3 separate regions of the Mus musculus genome follow, and all the other regions are linked to region 2. A link is a contact called in public promoter capture Hi-C data. All regions are on one chromosome and are shown on one strand. Each heading gives the region's core, a stretch centred on a gene start, on an enhancer-like site or on the middle of the called end of the contact. The rest is flanking DNA. Distances are from core to core; before and after follow the strand shown. Region 1 holds the start of Acot9 (acyl-CoA thioesterase 9). Region 2 holds the start of Sms (spermine synthase). Region 3 holds the start of Sat1 (spermidine/spermine N1-acetyl transferase 1).

Region 1 (3,565 bases), core at 394-2,893, 2.2 Mb before region 2:
ATACTTTTCATTCATACTTCATGGGTGAACTGTAACATAGTATAACATTTAGCTAGTTCAATGTTCTACTTGTAGTGAAGACAGTGAAAATGCATTCGTTAATCTATCATTAGGCATTTTACATTTTTCATTATATGTGGAACACAAGTAAGAAAATGGTGAGTTGGCAGATCACTTGTGTAAGGACAGTGAATTTCATCATGGCATAATTGTTGCATGTTTTCTCCACAGTTACATGTTTTCTATCTGGCTTTGTGACTTACTTTGCCTTCTATCCATGCTTTCCAAACGGTGATACATCTTAAATGTCTTACAATGGCAACAAGAACAACGATGAGACATAGGGGTTGCTAAGACATTAAAAGAATAATACAACACATTTATTTTTATGTGTATTAGTCTTTGCTTGCTTGCATGTATGTATGTATGTATACTATGTGTATGGCCTGGTACCTGCAGAGGCCAGAGGAGGCCAACTGATCCTCCTGAAAGTGGTTGGAGCTGGCACATGGGTACTGGGAACGGAACCCTGCTCCCCTGCAAGAACAAGTGTGCTAACTAATCTTTCTAGCCTGGTTAAAGGACTAAGCTAGAGACACACATGAATGCTAGGTGGCTGATTTTAATAGGGCTTTCCTGACTTTAGAACTAATATTAGCTAAGTAGTGAGACATTTCTCACTTTAGATATTATCTTCAGTGGAGTCTATGGGGTTCATTGCTCAGGACTTATTTTCTAAGAAAATGCTTTGGAGTCTCATGAAGGGTCACTTAAGTAAACTTGTATAATTAGTAGATTGTGACTCAGCACCTGGCCATGTGTCTGAGTGAGGGAATTCCTCGGAGGTAAATTAGACCTTCTCATAATTGATGAGTCTAGGAATGTGCCATCATGCCTAATTCTGAAAACTTCCTTTCTTCTGTCCTTTTTCTCCTTTTTTGGAATTGGGACTTGAACCCAGGGACTCTGGCATGCTAGGCATACACACTCTGCCACTTAGCTCTATCCCTCAATCCTTTTTTTTTTTAACCTTTCATTTTGAGATTGGAGCGCAGTAAACTGCACAGGTTGGCCTAGAACTTTGTAATCAGGCAGGTCTTGAATTTGTGATCTCCCAGACTCAGCTTCCTGGGTTGCTTGGATAACAAGAATGGGCCTCCCTTGAAATTCTCTTCAACTTAATTTTTCTTACTAAGCTTCATCTTTTTAAAAACCAAAACGTCAAATAAAAACAGGGACACTATTTCTTACGGCCTAAACCTCACTTCAGCCCTGGTTGGCCTCTAAGTGGTAGCAATTCTCTTGCCTCAGTCTTCCTACTTCTGGGAAAATAAGCAGGGTACCCATATTTTGAAAAGCTGCTCATATGATGCCAAGGGCAAGAACTACAGACTGGGAGTAAAGGTTCAAGTGTCAAAAATAAAAGAGTTCTACCAAGGTGGAGGAACGAGGTGCTTTGCTGAGTGGTTCATTTACTTAACAATGGAGGGAAGAGCCCTGCTTATAAATAAGTCTCCGACCCCACCTAGCTGATTGAGTGGGAAATTCCATTGTCTCGGTCTCCAGTCTCCAGCTGCAGACCAATCAAATAGCAGGACCCGCCATTCTCTACGCAGAAGTCCCGCCCCCTGGCGGCACAGCCCTACCCCGGGCAGCGCAGCCCCGCCCTTCCTGCAGTGAGGCCCTCCCTATCCCGGGCCCTCTTGTGGCGTCACCTAGAAGGTGGGAACCAAGATTCAGTCCGGCGCGGTTGCCGGTGTTTGGAGGTGTCCTCACGCTCACGCTCTTCTGCTACCGGTTTGTCTCTACCCGGGAGGACCTTGGTTGTCCACCCGTGGGTAGGCAGTGGAGTGCCATGAAGCGGGCAGCGATACGGTAGGTGGCAGGGCGTGGAAGGGCGCTGCCCCGGAGTGCCCACGCCTTCCCCTTTGAGGCTCGGAGCCTAGCGGGGCGGAAGAAGCCGCGGGTGGGATGGGGGTGGTGGATATTTGGCTTGGGAGGAAAAGGCACCCAGTGCCAGACCCCGTCCTCCGGCCTACCCTGGAAAAATGCCACCACCCTACTTTAGCGACAGCTGACACTTTTAAAAGGGAAGACGTTGGGTGTTCCCTTGAAATTCCTATCCTTTTGCTCACCAGGGGTGTGGCTGGAATCTTGGTGTAGCCCCTTTTTTCAAAAGCCAGTACTTTCAGTTCTGCCTTGCCTTGCGAGCACTTTTCTCTTAAAAAAAAAAAAAACATTTTGGGGGTTAAGTGCATGACACACTTGGAATCTGTCTTAAGTATGTTATCATACTTGTAAAGACTGTAGAGACCATTTGGCTCTCTTAAGCTGATTCATCTGTTTGGTTTAATTTTATTTAGATCTATTTTTTATTATTTTATGTATGAACATTTCTCTTGCATGTGTGTCTGTGTCCCACATGCCTGCCTGGTGCTTGAGAAGGTGGTGAGCCTCCATCTGGGTGCTGGGAATCAGGTCTTTTTGCAACAAGTGCTCTTAACCACTGAGCCAACTCTCCAACCCCTTGTTTGTTAATTTACTCTTTTTTTTTTTTTTCTGAGACAGGGTTTCTCTGTGAATCTTTGGCTCTCCTGGAATTCACTGTATGTAGACCCAACTCATCTCAAAATCAGAGATCTGCCTGCCTCTGCCTCCCCAGTGCTGGGATTAAACACATATCAACATCCTGTTTGTTTTTGAGATAGAATTTACTGTGTAACCTTGGCTGGCCTAAAGTTGGCTATCTATATATATCGATATCTATCTCTTTCTTTATCTATATCATCAACCAGACTGGCCTCGAACTCACCATATATCTACCGTCCTATGCTTCTCCAGTGCTGGCCTGAAGAGCTTGAGCCACCACTTCCAGCTCTTATCTGTATATTTATTTATTGCTTTGAGATCTCTAGCCAAGAAACCAGGTAATACTAGCAGGCCTCGGACCCATGTCAAGTCTGTCAGGTTTCAACTTTTCTAGTGCTGGGATTTACAGATGTATTTTCTCGTGCCCAGTTTAGAACATGCCTTTGATAAGCAGCAAGGCCTTGTAATGAAAGTGCACCCTTGGACCACATAGGCCATTTTGGTAGATCTAATTTCCAACTGGCACAGTTAAGGAGCATGGTCTTTAGGCTGCCAGTCATGTCTGGCTGTCCCACAGTATGCAAGGTTTTTTTTTGTTGTTGTTTTTTTTGTTTTTGTTTTGTTTTGTTTTGTTTTGTTTTTTCCAGCTTGCCTGGTTCCAAGAGAATGGCACTTGCTTTGGATTCAGAAGCCATCCCACTATTGGTGAGCCTGACTTTGACATGGGTCTCACTAATTCTGTCCTTGGTCTGCCTTTACTTTTTCTAGGACCCTTGCTGTCAGTTGAACAAGGTGTGTTATCTCCCTACCCACCAGCACCCAAGCCTTATTACACTATTTGAAGACAGGTTGAAAGTCATTAAAAGACGGCATGGTTACCTTTCAACATAATACGAAAGGGTTCAACACTTTTGTAACTTTGCCTGTGTGTCTTCTTCGATAAGACCTTTTAAAAAGTGTTGAAAATGTTTATTTT
Region 2 (3,809 bases), core at 944-3,443:
CTGACCCCATGCTGAGCTCACTGTCCCTCCAGCCTACTGGAAATGGGATGCTAGAGATAAAATTCACACCTTCCCAGCTGGGAGGCCACAACAGTTGCTTCACATTCCTCCCCCACTAAACTCACGGTGCTAGAACTCCCATTAACCAATCAGCCCTGTAAGCTGCCAAGATAACAGTAGAACCTTTGTGATCCTAACACACTCCTCCAGCTCCACCACCCAAGTACCACCTTATTCTCTCCCAACTGTCTCCCTTGCTTCCATCCTCACCTAAGCAAAGTGGGAAGTGAACGGTGTTACTTTTTTTTAAACTCTATTCCGACCACCCAAGCACACTGGCTTACCTAACAACCCTCTAGTTCACCCGACCACAGTAAATGCCCTGAGTGTGCACTGTCCCTTGCTTCTTGCTTTCTCTCTCTTTTTTTTTCTTCCTCCCCGGAAAAAAAAAAAAGATGAGGTTCCAAAACGTTAGGAGATAAACCCAAAAGGCCACCCACAGAAGAGAATCAATTAGAAGAGGCAGACTGAAATCCAGGTTTTGCTCCAAATCCCCCCGATTTTATTTTTTGTCTTTACATTTATTGATCTTGTGAGCTCCGAGATCTTTTAGGATTGGAAGAAAAAGTACAAAGTGTGAGCTCAGAAGTTCAAAAGCAATTAAGTCGGTGTTAAAAAAAAAAATCCCGACAGAAAAAGCAGAGTGGAATCCACGTGTTCCATTAATAGAGAAACCAGAGAAAAGGGAAGACTGGGGCACCACACTATGTGCGGGATGATCTGGTAAGTGAAAGTCTGCCGCAGTCGCACGTTTAAAGGCCCAATCATTCCCGCCCACTGCGCCCATGCTTGATTCTCTCAAAGAAAAGAAGCCAGCAGTACATCCATCCCTACCCTTCAAAATTCCATCACGCAAAAAAGACTCTCCCAACCATTTCTGCCGAGACCAGGCTCAAATATCTGAGCCTCCAGGATTAGGGGTGATGGTGATGGTGGTGGCTCTAGTTCCCGCGCCCAGATCTCATCCCTCCCCACCCCCAATAATAATAATAATCGTTTCCTTTCTCTGCCCGCCGGGTCCCTTTTCAGAGGATCCTTCATCTCCTTAGATGACTAAAAAAAACCTTGCAAGCGCTGAGTGGCCCTGGTCCTCCTTCAACCCTCGCTGCCCTTAAGGGGAACCCCCCGACACACACACCCAAGAGGGAAATTCAGCAGCCTGCCAGAACAGGAAAAGGTGGCGTGGGCAGCGGTCCCGCGCCGCACACACCCCTCGCTCAGGCCTGCCTCGCCCGCCGTGCCTCGAACGAGCTAAGGCGCTCCGGTACCCGCCTCCCCCGGGGATCCGCCGCGCCCCACGGGCTGAAAGGGATTCCCCCCCAACAACGGGGCGTGGAGGGCGGCGAGCCCGCGTGGACCGACGCTCCAGGCCCGGAAGGGCGGGCGGGCGGTGCGGCTGGCACACACGGACGCGGTTCTCCCAGGCCCCGCAGTGCGCCAGCCTCCAGCTCAGCCGAGGACCAAACGCGGCGGGGGACCGCGGGGGCGCGGCGCGGCCTCCGCCGGTGCACGAGGGCCCGCAGCGTGCTCCGCGCAGCAGCCCGGCAGACGCAGGCGCCGCGCGGCCGTCCGCATTGTTCAGCCTGCCGCGCGCGCCCCGGAGGAGCCTGGTCCTGTGGCCTCGAGCCCCGCAGGCGCGGAGGGAACTGTCGCCCCGCCGCCGCTACCGCTACCGCTGCCGCTGCCGCCGCCGCCGCCGCCGCCGCCGCCGCCGCTGCGGCGCCCGTGCAGGTGGCGAGCGGCGCCCTCACCTTTGGCGCCGAGCTTGAAGTCGAGCGTGCTGTGTCTTGCTGCTGCCATAGTGTGGCGAGGCCCTGTGCCATGCCTGGGGAGGCGACCGCAGGAGACTGAGGGACCGCGCGGCGTGTCAGGCTGCGGGCCGGCGGGGAGTGCGCTGCGCCGGGGGAGGCCAGGAGTTAGGAGGTGGGAGGGGCCGCGGGCAAGCGACCCGGGGCGCGGGGGCGGGGCCGACCCGCCTCTTAGAGGAGGAAGCAGGGACGCCTCCAGCCCCGAACTTGAAGCGCTGGGTGTGAGGCCTCGCTAATGGTGGAATCGCGGGCGCCGGGCTCCCTGGCATGCGTCACCAATGGCCGCGCCCTGCGCTAAAGCTCTGGCCATGCTCTCCCGCCATTCGCCATCCGTTAGGAGGTCACCCAGCTTTAAACGGCTCAGCGCGACTTCCGGGGGGCCTCCCTATACACTTCCCCATATGCCTACCCCTCCTCCCCAAGCAAAAGCCCCAGTTACTTCCTGACCATTTGAAGAAAATAAAATGCTACCACCCCTGTAGTCTTAAAGTACAAGCCTGACTTTTTCTTTAAATGCACGTGAACCCCGCTGGGATTATTAACAATGTTTCTATTGGTAAGGGGTAGTATTTAAGAACAGAATAGAAGGCTCCTGGGCATTCAAGTAGCATACATTTTCATGCAAATTTGGAAAAGAATCAAGGACTAAAGCCTAACTGAGAAGTTGCAGATGTGAGAGCCTCTTCCACAGGACTTCCCCCTCCTCGGTACCTCTATTTTTTGTCAATGGACCTACAGCCTTGGCCTCTTTTTTGACCGTTAGTAGCATTCAACAAGATGGGACAAAAGAGAACTGAAGTGCCTGGGGAATAAAGGGATCCTTTATTGCACGAGCAAAATCCCAGGGCAAATTGACTCCATCATTGTATGGATTGCTGTGCCTCTCCTGATACCAGGAATTTCTGTAATGGTTGTTAAACTTCAGATTAGTGAACTCTGTGCCTCCTCAACAACACAAAAACATTAAGTTTAGCTTTCCCTTAGGCCATTTCGAATGGTCGTTTGGTTTGGTTTGGTTTGTTGGTTGGTTGGTTGGTTGGTTGGTTAGTTTTGCGTAGTCCTTCCCTGTCCTGCAAGAACCTAACACTGACGTCATATTTGTCCTTCAACAACTGCATCTCTTTTCAGTGGGCTCCTACTTTGTTCCTATCCATAGCCATCTGTTTTTATTTCCTTCTCTGGAGACCAGGTCCTCAGTTTTGTAAGCTAATTTGTGTTCCGCTCCATCAGCCCCAATGTATCAGCCCCAAGCTCCTCTTTCTTCCTTTCTTCTGGAGTCAAGTCACTAGAACATAGCTGTCCTCCTGTGTGTTTAAGGGTAGTGAAGCTTCCCGCGTAGGACATGTGCTTCATGCCCTGCCAGCATTGGGGTAAGCCACCTGCCTTCCCTTAGCTTCACTATCTGCTGTCAACCTCTTGAATTTCTTGAAAATTTCAGAGCAGAAGGCATCTGAGGTTTTGCTGATAAGTATGTAGCTGGTCTTGCTCAGTAGATTGTGGAGAACATTGCAGACCACCATGGGCTCCCAGCTGAAGCATATCCGCCCTAGAATTTGTACTTCACCTTGCAAAGGGCAAAATGAAGAACCTTGAGATACTTTAATGAAGTGATGTCAAAAGAGAGCCCTGAAGAGAAGAGGATGCTCGATATAGGATCAGTATTGTCAGGATGATGTTAGCAGTTTACTGCAAGGGTCTTCTCACTAATCTGCATAATCCTGGCAAGACTATTAAAGATAAGAAACAGGAGCCTGACGTTAGTGGCACACATCTTTAATCTCAGCACTTGTGAGGTAGAGGCAGGCAGACATGGCCATCGGGAGCAACACTATTATGAGGTGTGGCCTTGTTGGAGGAAGTGTGTCAACGTGGGGGACAAGCTTTGAGGTCTCCTTTGCTCAAGCTATACCAAGTGTGGCACACAGTCTCCTTCTGGTGCCT
Region 3 (3,606 bases), core at 233-2,732, 2.3 Mb before region 2:
CAATTCAATTTCAAATGGAGGCAAAGGTTGCAAATTAGAGGCAATGGTTGCAAATTAAATTTTCTAGCCATTTTGTATTTCTTTGCAGACAGACAGGAAGCGAAAATAAATTTCTGATCTACTGTGTTTTAAGTGTGCGATAATAGGACCTTACCTCATTTATCATGATCATCTACTTTATTGTGTAAAGGGTCTTTTAGTTACCTCCCCGCCCATCCATGTACACAGAAGGGCCATGTACATGGCGAAGCTAGAGACTGTAACCTGAAGATTGGGACAAATTAAAGAAAAAAATGTGATTTAACACAATTACAAAAAAAAAAAAAGTTAGGTTAGGGTCAAACAAAAACCATTTTATGAAACGGAATTACAACAAATGACATTATAACTAACTTTTCCGGGTTTCTACAGAACTTTGATACTTGCTCAAACAGCTCTCTCATAACCCGCCCTATTAGAAAGTACACTACACATATATTTTTTTTCCTCAGTCATTTGCACACTGGCTGGTTGTTATTTCCAGCCAGCTCCTCAGTAACCTCTGCCCGCGTAGTCACGGGTTCTGCCCAGTAGGCTCTACGGGTTTGATATAACATTAGTTCTCTCTGGCTTCTCGACAGGGATCAGGGGTTACCTTCAGGGGTCCAGTGCTCTTTAGGCACTTCTGCAACCAGGCAGTGGTAGAAGGGGTGTTCTCCAAAGCCATCCTCTTGGAGATCTGTAAGACAGGGGAGGCAGAGACAGTGAGAGTTGACCTTTGGAGGTGCCAGGAAACAGATATTACCCGCCCCTCCCCCTCCCCCGCCACGCCTTGTTACCTTTCTCAGTTAAAATGACTTGATCTTCCATGTATTCATATTTAGCCAGTTCCTGGGGACGACATATAAAGAAAAGGACAATGAAACTCCTGGCCAGCCTAGCCAGCTCACGGGAAGAGAAATGGGGCAGGCAGGGTAGAGCGGTGACTGAGTCCTGCCTGGCGCCGAACAGCCGAGCCTGACCCGGGCTGGGGTTGGCAGGCCAAGAAGGCGGAATTTACTGGCCTGGCTGCGTCTCAGAACTGCAGATGAGGATTTCCCCGGTCAACAGAGCCTCCCCTACCCTCTGCCCTAGGGAGAGCCCGGACTTTTACCTACCTTGATCAGTCGCAGGATGTCACTGCAGTCAGAGGCAGTGGCTGGACGGATCTTAAATTTAGCCATTTTCGTCTTTTGCTTTTCTTCCCTTTGCGCACCAGGCCCCTGTACTTGAACAGCAGGAGGAGGTGGTTCCTCATTCGTTTCCCGGGAGCGTCCTCTTCTCAGTCAGGCTGGCACCATGACCCGGCGAACCTCAGTATAAGACAGAAAACTGGCAAACTTACTTCGGGGAAACTGCGCAGCTAAGAAGTGGCAAGACGGTGCCTTTTAAGTCCGCAGAAGCTCCTCCCTGGACGGGGAGCCGGAGAGATCGCGACCAGTAAGGATGAAAGCCCGCCGAAGCACCGCCCTCTGTTCCAGACACTGCCCTCTTCCGGGCTCTCTCGTGACACCCATGGCGCAAACCCGGAGGGCGGGGTAGGGCGAGGCGCGCTGCTGCCTTTCTAGCCTCATGTCCTCTAGCGGCGCCTTGCGGATCCTTGCCGGAAGCATATGAATGCCAGCTTGTCCCCTGGTAACCTTCCTAAATAGAACATGTGGATTGCCTCTGTGACCCCGACATTGCCGAGAAAAGCAAACTCAGGAAGCCCAGCTTTAGGGTATGACAGAAAGATGAGAGCAGCAGCCATTCTCAAAGTGTCGTCTGGAGGCATAATTTCCTTTCCTCTCTAGTAATTTTCCACAGGCAGTTCATTGAGATGTGGTGATGTCACCATTTTCATGACTAAAGAAAGGTGTGGGTTTGAATCTTGTTTTAATTTTGAGACAGGGTCTCTCTATGTAGTCTTGACTATCCTGGAACTCACTATGTCACAACAGGCTGTCCTAGAATTCACAAATCACATAGATCTGCCTGCCTCAGTCTGCCCAGTGTTAGGATTAAACATGTTCACCACAGCCTGCTATTCTTGTATGTTCTAAGGTCAGTTCTTAGGATCCCTCGATTGCTTTCCTTCTAGCTTAGTGGTTCTCAACCTGTAGGTCACAACCCCTTTGGGGTCATATATCACATAGCCTGTATATCAGACATTTACATTACAATTCATAACAATATAACAGCAGCAAAATTACAGTTAAAAAGTAGAAACAAAATAATTTTATGGTTGAGAGTAATCCACAACATGAGAAACTGTATTAAATGGTTGCATTATAACGAAGGTTGAGAACCAGTGTTGCAATGGCTAAATTTAAAATGTTATCTTTCCTTCCTTCCTTCCTTCCTTCCTTCCTTCCTTCCTTCCTTCCTTCCATTTATGTATTTATTTTTTGAGACAAGATTTCTCTGAGTAGCCTTGTCTGTCTTGGAACTCTGTACACCAGGCTGGCCTGGAACTCAGAGATCCTCCTGCCTCTGCCCCCCACCACCTGGCAACATTTTCTTTCTTACTCCTCCCGCTTTCCTTCTTAAATATCTGTTCTTCCTTGTGGACTTTCCTTCTGAAGGAGAGAAACACTTGATAATTCGCTTTAATGATGTATGCCATCTTACATTATTGAAGAGTTGATTTCACTGCTTATAGATTTTGAGGTCTGGAAGTTTTCTTTCTACACACTTATATCTGACCGTCTCTCAGCTTTCTTTGCTATTGAAAGCTGTTGTTGTCCTTACTTGCTCCAGTCCATGCACTTCTTTTGTTTCCTTTAACTTTGTTTGTTTGTTTTCGAGACAGGGTTTCTCTGTGTAGCCCTGGCTCCTTTAACTTTTTATTTTGAAATAATTCTAAACCTACTGAACATGTCACGATATCATTACTCTAATGATTACAGGGATGTCTGGCTCTGTGTTGTTTTCTATCATTTTTTGTTGTTGTTGTTTTTGAGACACGGTTCCTCTGTATAGCCTTGGCTGTCCTGGAACTCACTCTGTAGACCAGGCTGGCCTTGAACTCAGAAATCTGCCTGCCTGTGCCTCCCGAGTGCTGGGATTAAAGGCGTGTGCCACCACGCCCGGAGTTTTCTATCATTTTTAAAGGTAAGAAAACTTGAGACCAACATGTTTGGGAACAGTTGGGTTTGCCTATTCCTGGTCATACCCAGTGGAACAAGTAAGTATTCATGTCTCTGGGGAGTGACCTTTCTTTTACTATGGGCTTTCCTGGACAGATCTGTTGAGTACCCTGCTACCATTGCCTTGCCTGGATTCCATAATCAGTCAGAAGAGGTTTTTTTTTTTTTTTTTCAATAATGAGATAAAGCATCAGATGATCTTCAACATCTGGTCTGTACAGTGAGGGGTTAGACTAGTACCAGATGGCCACTCCTAATATTTAGTAAGTGACTTTGCCTTTATTAACGAGTAATATCCTGTATGAAGAAATGAAAGAAGAACAGCATTTTCTGTTACCCCTCCCACTCTCCCATGACTCAATGCGTTTGTGAGTCACTATGAGAGCTTATGCAATGTTTTTTTTGCAAAGAGATTTAAAAATAGCACCCATTCTACCTGAGTTACTGCCAGTGGTATCTT

What was found. Promoter capture Hi-C pulls out the DNA fragments that hold promoters and counts their contacts.
Region 1: a promoter capture Hi-C map of pre-B cells shows a contact between it and region 2. The contact joins the promoter of Acot9 here to the promoter of Sms in region 2. A contact is called at or near these places in 4 of 39 promoter capture datasets (the 3T3-L1 cell line, liver, maxillary cranial neural crest and 1 more), 1 of 115 datasets of contacts at active chromatin or transcription factors (embryonic fibroblasts) and 1 of 9 other capture datasets (macrophages).
Region 3: a promoter capture Hi-C map of embryonic stem cells shows a contact between it and region 2, with 6 times the contacts expected there. The contact joins the promoter of Sat1 here to the promoter of Sms in region 2. A contact is called at or near these places in 4 of 39 promoter capture datasets (the 3T3-L1 cell line, cranial neural crest, embryonic stem cells and 1 more) and 1 of 115 datasets of contacts at active chromatin or transcription factors (astrocytes).

What each region holds. Positions count from the first base shown.
Region 1 is chrX:155,260,800-155,264,364 of GRCm38.p6, forward strand. It overlaps Acot9 (acyl-CoA thioesterase 9), which reads left to right and starts at 1,644. Exons shown (of 15, transcript NM_019736.4): 1 at 1,644-1,875. The coding sequence starts at 1,856.
Region 2 is chrX:157,490,094-157,493,902 of GRCm38.p6, forward strand. Sms (spermine synthase) reads right to left here and starts at 2,194. Exons shown (of 11, transcript NM_009214.4): 1 at 1,812-2,194. The coding sequence starts at 1,860.
Region 3 is chrX:155,214,967-155,218,572 of GRCm38.p6, forward strand. Sat1 (spermidine/spermine N1-acetyl transferase 1) reads right to left here and starts at 1,483. Exons shown (of 6, transcript NM_009121.4): 1 at 1,137-1,483; 2 at 819-870; 3 at 635-718. The coding sequence starts at 1,202.